Linked DNA regions of Mustela erminea: region 1 is linked to region 2. A link is a contact called in public Hi-C data. All regions are on one chromosome and are shown on one strand. The core of a region is the stretch at or near the end of the contact, and the rest is flanking DNA. Distances in the headings are between cores, read along the strand shown. Region 1 has its middle 93 kb from the start of SERBP1. Region 2 holds the start of GADD45A (growth arrest and DNA damage-inducible protein GADD45 alpha).

Region 1 (6,763 bases), core at 1,355-3,854, 110 kb after region 2:
TGTGCTGTTCGCTTTACAGTCGGGAAAGGGAGGCCTGGGAACGTTAAGTGCCACACCCAAGCTCACAGAGCCAGACTGATCCTCGCTCTGCCTGGGTCTGAAGTTAGTGCCTTTCCTGCATCTCCCTCACGCAGCGGGTCTGCACACGCTCTGAGCCAGGCCGTGTGTGTTGAATTCTGGTCCTACGGCTTGCTCATTATGTGACCTTGGGTAAGTTACCTAATTCTAGGCCTCGGTTGCATCACCAATAAAATGGAGTGGTACACAGAGGACAGCTTTGGGAAGAGTTTGTCAACCTGAAATGAACCTCAGCAAGTAGAACACTTAGGAAAGTTCCCAGTGCAGAATTAGGGCTCTGTCAGCATGAGCTGTGATCTCAGGTCTCCCCATGAAGGGAGCAATGGCCCCAGCAGATCCAGGAGGAGCCCACTTCCTCCACACCAACTTGTCCTCTGTCCCCCTTCCCCAAGCTCAGGACCCTGCCAGGAGCCCAGCTGCTCACACCATCACAGCCTAGATTCCCATCCTTTCTGCAGGGGATTTCAGCTAGGGCACAGGTGAACTTTTGATGACAGGAAAAAAGATCTTGTAGAAAACCAGTGAAAGCAAAACTCTTCAATATGCTCCACTTTACCAATATCTCCTGGATTTGCAGTTCACACAGTCAACTTCAGTTTCTGCTTCATTTTCACATCTCCCTTCTTCTCCAGCATGGTCAGGAAAATGCCTGGGATCACAGGGCTCCTAAGTGCAGCAGCTGGGATCTGAACACAAACCAGCTGGCTCCAGACCCTGCCTGCTGAATGACTACCCCACAGAGCTGCCCCCTTTCCTTCTAGAAAATGCCTCGAAGACAGGCATCACCTCCAACCAGACATCTAGCAGTAGCCGGCACCTAGCATCTTGTTCGTCATAAATCAGCAGGACCCAATGACAGACTTGTTGCCTGACAACGTTAAATGTTTTCATCTTTTCTTTTCAGAGTCAGTTAGGCCGGGTTGAGTTGAGGAGAGATTAAAATATTCATTCGTTCATTCATTCATCATTCATTCATCAAACGCATACTGAATACCTAACCTGGGCCAGACTCCAAGCTAGGCACTAGAGAAACAAAAACAATAAGACAAGAACCCTGCACTCCAGGGGCTCAGAGTCCATGTTGGAGTGGGGGTGGGGGTGGGGGAAGTGCAGGGATTCTCAACCCTGGATGAACATTTTCATCTGCAGGAGAGCTTTTAAAAAAATAATGATGCCTGGCCCTTACCTCCAAGTGGTTTTGATTTAATTGTTCTGAGATGGGGCCCCAGGGTCTGTTTGTGGAATTTTTTAGATTTTTTTTTTTATTATTATTTGACAGAGATCACAAGTAGGCAGAGAGGCAGGCAGAGAGAGAGAGAGAGAGAAAGAAAGAGAGAGAGGAGGAAGCAGGCTCTCTGCTGAGCAGAGAGCCTGATGTGGGATTCGATCCCAGGACCCTGGGATCATGACCTGAGCCGAAGGCAGAGGCTTTAAACCACTGAATCACCCAGGCACCCCGGTTTGTGGAATTTTTAAAATAAACTTTTTAAAGACAGGTTTAGATTTACAGAATTATTATGAAGGTCCTAAAGAGAACTGCAGTCTACACCACACCTAGTTTCACCTACTGTTCACATCTTACATCAGTATGGTACATTTGCCACAGTGAATGGACCAATATTCATGCATAGTTACTAACTAAATTTCATACTTTATTTAAATGTCCACACCTTTTTCCTAAGGTCCTTTTCCTGTCCCAAGATCCCATCTGGTAACCTCACCAGTACATTAATTATCTTGTCTCCTTAGGCTCCCCTTGGCTGGGACAGTTTGTTGGCTTTGATGTTTTTGGTCTTTTTTAAAGTTCTTCAGATTCTAATACATAGTTAACGGGGTCAAAAGCTTGGAATTTCTAGAGGCAGGCTGTCTGGGGTCAAATTCTGGTGGCGCCACTTGACAGCTGTGTGACCTTGGTACAGTAACAAGTAAGGCTGTGGGGCCTCCATCTTCTCACTTGTAAAATGGGCATAACAATAGAATCTATACCTCTGAGCTGGGAAGGTCCAATGAGGCCAACCTTTCAAAACCTTCTCACATCATAGCACCTAGGGAAAATACATAGTATTTGGTATTATGCACTGGCATGGTATACAACACAAGTTATGCTGGTATAAACGGATAGGTCTGCTCACAATGGAGAACAAGAGGATCAAAGAGTGGGCCACCTGTAGCTCTGGGACACCATTGTAGGAAGTTGGGGTTGACACACGTGAAGGCACTCATTCTCCCTGGATCTGCACGGGCCCATCATCAATGGCTTCTGTAAGTACAAGGGAGGAGACAGACCCGTGAAAAGCAGGGAGTAGCACAGACCTGGGCAGTGAGAGGGGGCAAGGCCAGCGCAGCTACTGCGGGGGCCCGTTTGTGTCTTTCCAAAGGGAATGTGCATTGTCTCAGCAGCCAGAGGGAAATGCTCTAACTTCCTGAGAAACGCCGGGTGACCAGCTCTGGACAAACCCCAGGGCACCTCATTATACCGCGAGGAACAAGAGCAGCCAGCCTGCTGACACATGAAGAATGCAGAACGCCTCGCCAATTAAGCGCTGGCACTCGGAAACTGAAGGCTCAAGATTCCTCGTCCGGAGCCTCTAAGGCCAATCCCTCCTGCGGCTGCTGCCTCTCTAGCGCCACCACCTGGTATCTGCGGGGTGGTTTGCAGCCTGCAGAACCTGCCAAAACTGGTACTGTTTTTTCTTTAATGGATTTTTCTTTGAGAAATACAAGACTTGTGGATATTAAATAAAATCAATTTCTAGGGGAGAAACTTAAAAATCACAATAGGGGGAAAAAAGCTAACACTGTGTAGGCTATAGCAGAACCCAGAGAATATATTTGTATCATTAAAAAATTCTAGGTGCTTCCTAATTGACCTTTTGATACAAAATGAGCTATTAAATTTGTAATTGGTGGTTCTTGGTGTGGAGGTTCATAGGACAAGCTAGGGAGCCTTCAAACCTTGAGCTGACTTCCCTGGGGAGTTAGTTATTTGGCTTTTGAATCAGGTTTTCTTTGTTTAAGAGGAAGCAGCTGGAACAGCAGCCAACTTCCGGGCAGTTTCTTTCTTGGGGTGGGGAGACTGCAGAACTACCACAGCTTCATCCACTCGGGAGCTGGGAGCCAGGAGACAGTGGCCATGGCACAGGCAGTAGCCTGGGGTTGCCAATGTCCAGCAACGTTCCCTGAATCTTTCCAGCCAACTTTGAATGCAAGTGGGAGCCAACTTTCTCATAGCATCTGCTTCCATTCCTGAGAAAGTGCTGTGGCCCAGCATGGAGGCAAGCAAGGCCTCCTGCTCTCCATAGATGCCACAGTCTGTGGTGCCTATAGGTGCCTGAGGGTAGAATGAGAGCAGTGGCCACTGAAGGCATGTTTGAGTGATGCAAAGACACTGGCCATTTGGATTCCAGCTAAGCTTTGTTTCCTCAAAGCAGACCTGGGGATCAAGTTCCAGATTCAAGTGTCCAGTGCATCTTCAGTTACAGGACGTCAACCCCTCCACCCCCCTACATTTGCTAGGCATATATTTCTTGAAGCTAAAGAAATGACAGATGCAAAGAACTTTTAACTTGAGATGGTTCTCTCAGCAGTTTGGCCACAGATAGACCACTACCATCCCTATCAGACAGTCCTGGCACCTTTGAGACCCAGAGAGATTCATGGGCGATTTAGAAGTCATGATAAACGCTGATGTGCAGAAAAGACTTAGTGCCATGAAGTGCTGTGTTCCTCATCTTACAGTGAAGTGTATACATTCCAAGAGTGTTATAAAGGACACATCAGGGGTTGAATTTTAGCCCTACCGTGTGACCAGGGGTAAATTATTTAACCTCCCTGGGCCTCCATTTCCTCATTCGTAAAATCAGGATTAAAAACACCATCCTCGAGGTGTTGCATTGGGAGGATGAAGAAGCATAGTAAGTGCTAAACTTACCACCCGGCACATGGCAAGACCTCAGCCAAGGGTAGCTGGGACTAGGAGGAGTCCCACCATGACTTTGTGAGGCAGGACACACCTGCTTCACTGAGGAAGAAATTATAGCTCAGAGACAGGGGTGACTGAGCCATGGAAGTGGCAGAGGCTCTTGGGGCTCAAACCATGATTCTCTAGACATTGAGTGCAGGGCCCTTTCCTCACACCATAGACAAGGCACCTGCCAAGACTGTAGACACTCAGCTGAGGCAGAGACCTCAGGGCTGGAGAAACAGCCACATCAGAGGAAACAAAGCAGGCAGTGGGGGACCCCCAGACAGGCGGGACCTGGACACCCAGACCTCAAGGCTTAGACACAACCCTGGATGGGTGGCAGGGAGGGCCAGATGGGTGTGTGATGCCAAGGCATGAGGTCCTTGGCATGAAAGGACAGGTGGTCTCACAAGCAGCCAGTGAAGCCTGACTCAGGGAGTGGCATGAGGACATGAGAGACCAGAGGCAGAAGACCAGGAGACACGGAGAACTGAGAGATTAAATGGCGGGAGGAAAACCTGACCAAGAGCCCCACAATAGCATTAGCTGAGGAAGGCATGTGCCTTTTTGGGCAGGACAGGTGAAAACAGTCTGTGATAAAGTCAACTAAGGAGCTCCTTTAGAGTTCCTTCTGAGGACATTAAAAAAAAAAAGTGTTTTTCCTTATCAAACCAAGTAACATTCCCTTTATCTCCAAAAACAAGTCAAATTCCTCCAAGTCCACAGTCAAGTGAAATTAGCTGGGAGAAATAGGACTTGATATGATTTGATCTGGGAGGCTCTAATATCCATGTGTTGTGTGTCTGTGATGTCCACGTGTCTGTCCAGATGTAAGCAGAATCTCTTTAAGCCTGTCTTCAGAGTCCAGGAGTCAAGGAATTTGGGAATGAAAGGTCATACAGCTCAAATTTCCCTCTAGAGCCTCCCTTCCAAAGGAAAGTGGTCTGCCAGGCTTTGCTTGAACATCTCTGAGCTTGCTCCCAGCCAAGGAAGCCCCTTGCATATATGGACGTTTCTAAAATCTGAATTTTAGAAAATGTTTCCTTGTTTGCCTGTCAGGATTCCTTCAGTTGCCAGTGACAGAAAGTCCAGCTGAAACTGTCATTACCAATAAATAAATAAGGAATACACTGCGTGACAGACTCTTGACATGACAACCGGAAGCCCCTCCAATGAACGATGTTTAGCCCCAGCTGATGGAGAGCAATCTTTAATCCTCAACCCCTCCAGGAATTGCCTTGCTGCCCCAGCCTTTCCTGGGGTAACCCAAAGCCAATGAGTAATCAATGCCAGAGTGTAGAGGTCTGGCTCATCTCCACCCAACTCAGGGCGCGGCTAAAGCTGTTTTTAGGCCTGTGTTTGGCTTTGGTCCTCCCTGGGCAACTTCTACTTCCTTCCCTTCCTCAAGTATTCATACCCAGGACACACACCAGTAAAGATCCCGCCCCCCAGACTCCAATGGAATCCACTTTCCAAGAAACAAAATTGTGACATACCACCTCACTTAACTGAAAGATCTAGAGGACATCAGGCTCGGCTGCTTCCAGGGGCTCAGAATGAAAGAGTCGGGGCGGAGTATTACCCCTTCCTTTGGCTGCGAGTTCCTTTGTGTTGACTTCCCCTGTAGATATATGCACTTGTGAATGCAGTGAGGGAAGAAGATTTTTACCAACAAATTCCTAGAAACTCAGAATGTACTTCTCATCAACCTAATCTGAGTGACAAGCTGATTCTTAGACCAATCATTGAGGCCAGAGAGGAAGGGGTATGCTGATTATCTTAGGCCAGAGCCATAAGATCCCCTGGAGGAAGGAATAGAGTTAGCCCACCAAAATAACCATGTTGACCAAGAGGAAGAGAGACCTATTCCCTGAACAAGATGTGAGTTCTGTGAATGAAAGAGAAGCAGACACTGTGCAAGCAAACCCTGCAAAGGTCTATCACAATTTCGCCACGAGGGACTTGATCCCCATGCTGTTCCCATCCATGGGGCCCCCTGATGCCAGTCCAAGCCCTCAGCCACCAGACAGCCCTTCAGATATCTGGAGAAACCCACTCCAGCCCCACCTCCAGTCTGCTCCCTCCTGGTTCCCGACCTTCCATTCTCCTATGGCCTGACCCTGAACTCTCTCACCTCTCAAGCCATTTTCTTCTAAAAACAATCTATCTTTTGTCTTTGGTTTCAAAGTGTGCTCCCGCGGTAAAATACAAAGCTCTTAGAAAAGTACAAGATGATCACTTCTCGCCTATGTATTCTGCTTCTATTAGTGAAGTCTGAAATCCAAATAATGAGCTTTTCTCAGTAGACAAAGAAAAAGCGACTTATAACAATGTTAGCTCTCTACTCACAAAACCCTATTTGCTGAAGGCACTTACTGCTCAGCTGCTCTCCCAAGCGCCGAAGGCCACACTCCACTGCTGTGCAGCTGACCTTGCACAATATCATGTATAACAAATTGCAATCCTATAGGTATTGATGGAATATTAGAGCTTGTGCTGCCTTTCCTCAGTGTGTAAGGGTATAGAAATTCACATGAGTGAGACAGTGTACTAGATCAGAATCCTGGATTCAAGGCCTGAACTCCAACTTCTACGAGAGGTAGGACCTTTGCAGGTCACTGAATTGCTTTATCTCCCTTTCATCACATCTACAATGGGTTAAAAATAGCTCCCTCGGGTGCGGTGTAGATATCAAAGTCCAGTATACAGGACTTGAAAACT
Region 2 (7,482 bases), core at 995-3,494:
AACCCTCCGAACCATATACATATGGTTGCATGAGACTTACTTAGTTTTGCATGACAGTATCATTCACAGGTTTGTCCTGTGTAAGACACCTGAGTGAAACAGCTCTGAGACATATTTCCATGCTCTGTGTACAATGAGATGAGAGCTGCGTAACAGTTAACAAGAGCTGCCACCTGATATCCTCCCTAAAGACAGAGTAGTAATTTTCCGGAGTAGCAAAATGATTGGGCTGCCACTTAACTAGACCAGCCAAAAGGTAGTGAACTGTAAAAGACAAAGCTATCAAATTTACCTTTGGAAACACAAGTAATTTACCTATCAAAGGCTTTTATCAGAAAAAAAAGTGTCCATTAAAAAAGGCACAATTGCAAAGAAAAAATTCTCACTCCACCCTCTTAATGTATTTCTAGGGAATTAATAAGGTCTGTCTCCTACACCATTTCTATTTTTAACTTTGAGTGGTGGAGACTGAAGCTGACTCCTTAATGAGGGTGAGCCAGGAATTTATTTGGCTTTATCTAATCTGCCCTACTAAAGAATTAGTCACGGGAGGTAGTGCAGATGTAGGTAGGGAGTAGCTGGGCTGACAGTGCTGACTCACAAGGATCTCTTCCGCTGCTGGCAGCCTCCAACGTGCTTAGACATGTTCTGTACCAGAGAAAATCCTGATGATGAAACCAGCACATCTCGGCTGAAAGTCCAGCCACGCTCTAATGGTGCAAAGGCAGCCACGCTCCAGCCCTCCCCCTCACTGCAGATCCGCAGTCAGGCGACTCTCAACCCTCGGCTCACTTCCCTCCAGGACTCTTAACTCGGACGGGCCTGCAGACCCCTTTCGCTTACCGTCACCAGGACGCAGTGCAGGTCCGGGGGCTGCTCAGCGCCCTCGCTCGAGGCTGGGCTGGCGTCCGTCTCCAGGAGCAGCAGCTCGGCCAGTCGGCCCGGGTTGCTGACGCGCAGGATGTTGATGTCGTTCTCGCAGCAGAACGCCTGGATCAGGGTGAAGTGGATCTGCAGAGCCACATCCCTGTCGTCGTCCTCGTCCGCAGCCAGCAGACACAGCACCACGTTATCGGGGTCGCTGAAGGCAGCGGGAGGGGCGGGTGAGCGCAGAGGCACCACCCGTCTGCGTAGACGCCCACAACACTCGCCAGGGCCCCGAGGTCGCGCCCCGGCCTGCTCGCTCCCCGCACCCCACCTCCGGGGCAGGGGGCCGAGAGGCAGATGGGAAGCCTCAGGAAACTGCGCGGCAGGGCGAGGGGTTCTCCGCGACGTCGCCTCCGGGCTGGGGCGGGAAGGGGTGCCACGGGGGACGCGAGAGGGCCCCACTTACACGTTGAGCAGCTTGGCCGCCTCGTACACCCCGACGGTGATGGTGCGCTGACTCAGGGCTTTGCTGAGCACTTCCTCGAGGGCATCGCCCACCTTATCCATCCTATCCGCGAAGAGAGCAAAGGGGGTCCCGTCAGCCCAGGTCCCTTCGGGGCCATCGCCGCCCCCTCACCCGGCACCGCGACCCTTCCTCCCGAGTCCGTGCGCCGCCGCGCCGCTGGGTTTCTGCAAACGCCAAGCCTCCCCCGGCCCGGTCACCCGCACCCCGCACCCCCGTGACCCCTCGCAAGCCCAGAGGCCAGGAGGCCTGCGAAAAGCCCCGACAGGGCCACCCGCCACCCTCCCCCGCGGGCGCTGCCAGTCAGTCCCTGGCGCTGGGCGCAGCCACAGGCTGCCAGCCGCAGGAGCCGCAGGGGCAGGGACGGTGCCTTCTGCCCTTTGCCGAGGCCCAGAGGGGCTCGGCCGGGTTAGGGGGCACGCTCCTTCCGTCCACCGGCGCCTCTGGGAAGGTTCCCAAGAGAGACGGGCGGGAGGTGCCTCTGCAAACTTTCAGCCGCTCGCTCGCCGGCAAACCTTGCACAGCCGGGACGCGCTGCGGTGCGCGCAGTGGGCGAGAAGGAGTTCCGGGAGAGGCTCCGGCCGCCTTACCTTTCAGTCTTCTGCTCTCCAGCCGAGAATTCCTCCAAAGTCATATTGCAACTGCGGGTCCCCCACAGAGAGAGAGCGGCGTGCCGGCTGCTCCTGCCACTGTGAGCGCTCGGGCGCCTGCTCTCTGCACTCCCTCACAGGCTCCTCCAGCGCCTGCCGCCTCAGCGTCGTCCAGCCGGTACTCCCGCCCCACACGCTCGCCCGCCGCCACCCCTCGCCTCCCTACCGGCAGCTGCCTCACAGCCACTGAAGGACAAAGGCCCCGCTCGCCGGAGTTATCCGGATAACCTCCAGCCAACCACCACCCGCCTTATTTGCATATACACAGCCATTGGGTTATGCAAATAAGCCTGCGCCGACAATTTGACCCTAGCCCCTAGAACCGTGGGGAGAGGAGCGGAAGGGGGTGGAGCCAGGCGGAAGGCGAGTTTAGGGGGCGGGGGCGGTGCTGGGATCGCGGAGGGCGGGGTCGCGAGCAGACTCTTGCCCTGTTCGAGTGGCGGGTAGGAAGGTGGGGGGTCTTCGCCGCGGCGGGGGAGAGGGGGTGTCTTCCACTTGAGGCCGGAGCAGGCTGCCAAGTGTTTTTCTAGTTGGTGCACATTTTTTATGGTAGTTTCATGTCCTTTGTTTTTAGGGGTTGCTATTAAAATGTATTTCCAGGGCGAATGCACCCAAGTCTAGTAATTATTAGTAAGCAGGTTACATAAAAAGAGTGTTTCAGACCTCTGGGGCAAAGTTTACCTCAGAAGTGTTGTTTGTGTAAGTCTAGGCAAAGCTGCTTATTAGTAGTAGTATTATTTCGGTGCCCTGATGGCTGGTTTGATTTATTTTTGGAAGGTTGCAAGGGTTGGAAGCTCAAAAAAGAAAAATCAACACATTTGTGTTTGGCGATGGCACGGAACCAAGTTGGAATCTTTTCCACACAAAGCAGAAAGCCTTCCCACCTGCCGAGGGTAACTCTGGAAAACCATGTTCGCGAGGAGCTGGTTACCACATGTGTGTATCCTAGCCTTGCAGATTCACCTTTCTCAGAGAGCTTTTCCCAAAGGAGGATCCTTCTGCACCGCACCAGCCAAGAGACAAATGTCGGACATCCACACACGTCTAAACTCAAAATACTCTCAATACGCCCTAAGCTTCCTTTCATAAGGCAAGTATGTCACTACCTTCCACAGAGAGCCTATGATCTCACTGTGAATTATTGATGTTAGATGCTGAATCATGAAGCTGCAGCTATAGGACCTTTTAGTCATATGCTAAAATTTCACCTTTGAGATAATGGCAACATGGGGGTGGAAAGCAAGCAGAAGTTACACATTTTTGAGAGGCAAACTTCAGTATATAGACTTTGACTTAATAAGTTGAAAGTTCTCACCTTTGTTTTATGAGTATATGCAATAAATGCAAAAACATGTCTTAAACCTTTTGAAGTCACCAAATGTGGTGAAAATGCCTCCATACACTCTCATTCAAAACCTTGCTTGCATTACTAAGGTCTCTGTACAGCCAGAGGTCAAAGAAGTAATTTTTTGCAAGGTGCATAGGAGTTTTTGCACCTGAATGTTTGTATCATTCTAGGCAAAATATTCTCCAGCTCTCTTGATCCTAATTTAGTGGAAAAGAAAAGTGATATGTTGGTTTTCTGGCTCATTTATTTGAGCTGACATTTTGCACTTAATCCTTAACTGCATTGTCAGCAAGGGGCAACGTTTGAGTAAAGGAATGGTCGTGGCCAACGTATAATTTACCCAAGGATGCATGTGTATTTCATATCTGTGCCCTAAATCCTAACATGTGATGCCTTTGTTAAAGAATTCCTTAAAGTTGAATTTTTGGAGGGTGCTGAAATACTTTCAGTTGTGCAAACAAAACATGAATTATACAGTATGGCCTGAGTCATCATTTGAAAATTGTTGAACTGTGTTCTGTGAAACTCCAAGTTTCTATCCACTAGGTATTTCTTACAGGTTCTTTGGAAGAAAATGTGATCACAGCAGGCTCACAAAGAATTAGGGAATTGTGTGAGTTCTTGATAGCAGGGACTGTGACTTCATGAATGTGGTGTTCTCAGCATCTTGTACAATTTCTGCATTTAACAGAACAGTCAGTGTTTATTAAGTTGAATAGAATTTGAGAGCTGAACGAGATCTCAGGATCCTGCAGTCCTGTGCAGTGCATGAATCGTCTCTAAGATATTACACCTGTAACTTTAATTCAAAAATGTTTCTTTGATGTCATACTATATACCAAGAACTATACAATTTCTGATCCTTTGCCTTTAAAGTGCTTGCCATCTAATTGGTATGCCCATGCTTGGATTGGATTTTGGGACAAAATAGTGTGCACTGTCATCAGCTAGCTATGCTGAAAGTCCCATGACTTTAGTCATCTGAACGGAAGCTGTAGGACAGTAGAACCCGTGTATTGTTTACGCCAATTCAAATGAACCATGGCCCTAATAATGCCCCTCTCAAGTCAACTATATACAGTGAAAATGTGGTATAAAGTGGTTATTTCTTAATATAGGCATAGACCCTCACTCTAAAACTGTATTTCATGCTGTATTTGGCCTCATGGGAAGGTAATTTGTTCAAGTGTTGTGGGGTTGTTCTCTGTGAGATAAGCCTAGCTTTCCAGTATTCAAAAATATTCACTTGTCATACTTTCTGACTCAGATGTGTTATATCATTTCCCCTCACTGCTGAGTCTACCTAGAATGTTTCATCAGTGATTATCTTCCAAAGTGGTCCTCTTGGCTGAAAGTGGAGGCTGCCATTTCACTACAGTCAGATTACAGTTATATGTTGATGATGATTGAACACAGATGATTTATTTCATAAACACTTATTAGTCCTAGGGGATGTTGCTATCCAATGACAGACCAAAGGAATTTCCCTAGATCAGGATAGAATATGCATGTATACATATTTGTAAAAATAACTCTTGATATGTGAGATCATTTTAAAAACTACCCCAAGTACTTCAACTGCACAGGACTGGAATGATCTGTAGTAATATTTGTAAGGATGCCAAATGGTTATATTCAGAAACCAGATGAAAATGTACTCAAGAATAGTTAAATTATCTTAGTACTGCTACCTACTTTGTATTTTAAGAGTCTTTTTGAAATTTTCTTCCTTTTATCATACATGTCTTCCTACTAGTGGTTGTACAGAATAACTTTTTTTTTTTTCAAAACTTAGTCCTTTAACATCCAAAAGAAATATGATGCTTATTGTTTCAGTATTAGATGGATCACTGTTTATATTAAAGATCAATTAGATTGTGACATAGTTTTATAAATATAACTATATAGCTATTATATTTTATTAAAAATCATACAGTTTCTGATATATTTTTTGTGTAAGTCTGGTGAAGCTAGTTTCTGAAGTCCAGCTGTGAATTTTCTTCATTTTTTTCTCCCAGAGAAGATTATTCAGCCAAAATTTACTGTTACCTAAAAATGTCATGTTTTTAGGGTCAATATTTCCATTTGAATTTAACATAAATGTTTAGCATCTTGGACCATCACTGTGGTAGGCAAATTCTAAGATGACCTCCATGATCTCTAACCCCTGGTATAAAGCTCTGTATAATCCTCTTCCCTTGAATGTGGACAGAACCTATGCCTTGTTTCTAACCACTTGAATATGGCAGTGGTGTTGCACTAACACATCCACAATGGTATTACATTCTATGGCAAAGGTGAAAGGATTGCAGATGTAATTAGGTCCCTAATCAGCTGACTTTGAGTTAATTGAAAGGGAGATTATACTAGTTGGACCTGACCTAATCATGTAAACCCTTAGGAGAGGGCTTAGGCCTTCTCTGAAGAGAGAATAGAAGCATCAGAGATTCTCCATCACTGGTTTGAAGGAGCAATTTTCATGAATTCTACAATGGCAAGCTAATTAACTTTGCCAACAACCTGAGGGAGTTTAGAAATGGATCCATCCCTAGTTGATCATTCAGAGGAGAATGTAGGCCTGAGTAACACTGATTTTAGCCTTGTAAAATTCTGAGAAGAGAGCCAAACTGAGCTCTGCCTGAACTTGTAACCTGTAGAAACTGTGAAATAATAAATGAGTGTTGTTTTAAACCATGAAGTTTGGGTAATTTGTTACATACCATCAAAACCTAATTCAATCCCCTTAGTGCCATCTTGTGTGTTCAATAAATCCTTACCCTATGCAAATTCTCTTCAGTTATTTATATTCATGAGAGTGGAGTCCTGCTGTTGCTTTGAGCCTTACTCCAAACACCTTGTGTTGACATCACCTGTTCCCATCTCACCAGCTATGAAGGAACAACCCAGTTGAGGTATCAAGGGAAGAGACTCATTAGAACATTCTTCAAGAACCCCCTCGCTCCATTCCTCACCTCCTCACTGAGTGAAGTAATGTCAGAAGGTTTCTATTAGAGTAGGAATGGTCTCTCTGTGAATGTCTCTGAATGGTAGACCAATCACTGGTTGAGGAACATAGGTGGTCTGAGGTGGTAACTGGCCAATGGTAGTTTGTTCGGGTACCTTGAAAAGGATTCTGAATTTTCTATCTCTGAAAGAGAAGAGATAATTCTTTTCACCCATCACTTCATCACAAAGTTTTCTTCTTCCTATCTCTTAATAGCTCCATCCTTGGACCTCTTCTCTTCTCAGTCTATACTCATTTTTACAACGACCTCATCCCTGGCTTTAAACATTTATATGCTGATGACTCCCACATAAACTTCCAATATGGCCTGTCATCATTCTTGAACCTCAGGCTTACTCATCATCTCTGTTTCCATATACAATACTCATCTCAAACTTAAAATGACAAAAGTTGACCTTCTGATTATCCTCCTATAGGTCAATGGCAATTCCATGCTTCCCATTGTTCAGCCTACAAACCATGGTGTCATCCTCGACTTCTTTCCTTCACAACCCACATCCAGTCTGTCAGCAGATCCTATCAGCTTACCTCAAAATGAAAAATAATTCAACCATTTCTCAGGGCTGCCACTGCTACCACCATCATCTCCCACCTGGATCACTGCAACAACTGATCTCTCTCTTTGCTTTTGCCCTTCCTTTGCTCATGTCCAGCAGCCAAAGTGATTCTATAAATAGCAAGTCAAATCACAGTCAATTCGCTGGCCCAAACTTATAATGGACCCTCTTTTCACTGAGAGTAAAAGCCAAGGTGCTTACTATGGCTTACAAGAATCTACAAAATCTATTCATCATGATAAAAATGTTCTAATATTGATGGTAGTGACAATTGCACAACTCTATTAAGATATTAAAAACCACTGTACTTGCTTTGGCAGCACATATACTAAAATTGGAACAATATATTAAAAACCACTAAATAGCATATGTAGGTGGATTATATGGAATGTGAATTATATCTCAAGAAAGCTGTCATGAAAAAAATTATATCATATCCCTACTTCCATCTCATCTTTTACTATTCTCTCTCATGCTCATCCCCCTCTGGCCACACTGACTTTCCTTTTGCC

Evidence for each region. Hi-C and Micro-C count contacts between places; a contact is called where the count stands out from the background.
Region 1: a Hi-C map of fibroblasts shows a contact between it and region 2, with 4 times the contacts expected there. The contact joins the enhancer-like site here to the promoter of GADD45A in region 2. A contact is called at or near these places in 2 of 3 Hi-C or Micro-C datasets (fibroblasts and skeletal muscle).

Annotation. Positions count from the first base shown.
Region 1 is chr10:54,416,202-54,422,964 of mMusErm1.Pri, forward strand. No RefSeq gene overlaps it. Among named protein-coding and RNA genes, the nearest start is that of SERBP1, 93 kb to the right of the region's middle. Within about 2 kb of position 2,605, the one cell type or tissue checked has open chromatin away from gene starts, as enhancers often do. A contact at or near this core is called in fibroblasts, where this site is marked.
Region 2 is chr10:54,303,879-54,311,360 of mMusErm1.Pri, forward strand. GADD45A (growth arrest and DNA damage-inducible protein GADD45 alpha) reads right to left here and starts at 2,245. Exons shown (of 4, transcript XM_032302502.1): 1 at 1,981-2,245; 2 at 1,334-1,435; 3 at 844-1,081. The coding sequence starts at 2,024. It overlaps LOC116567448 (a long non-coding RNA gene), which reads right to left. Exons shown (of 4, transcript XR_004276223.1): 4 at 6,057-6,536.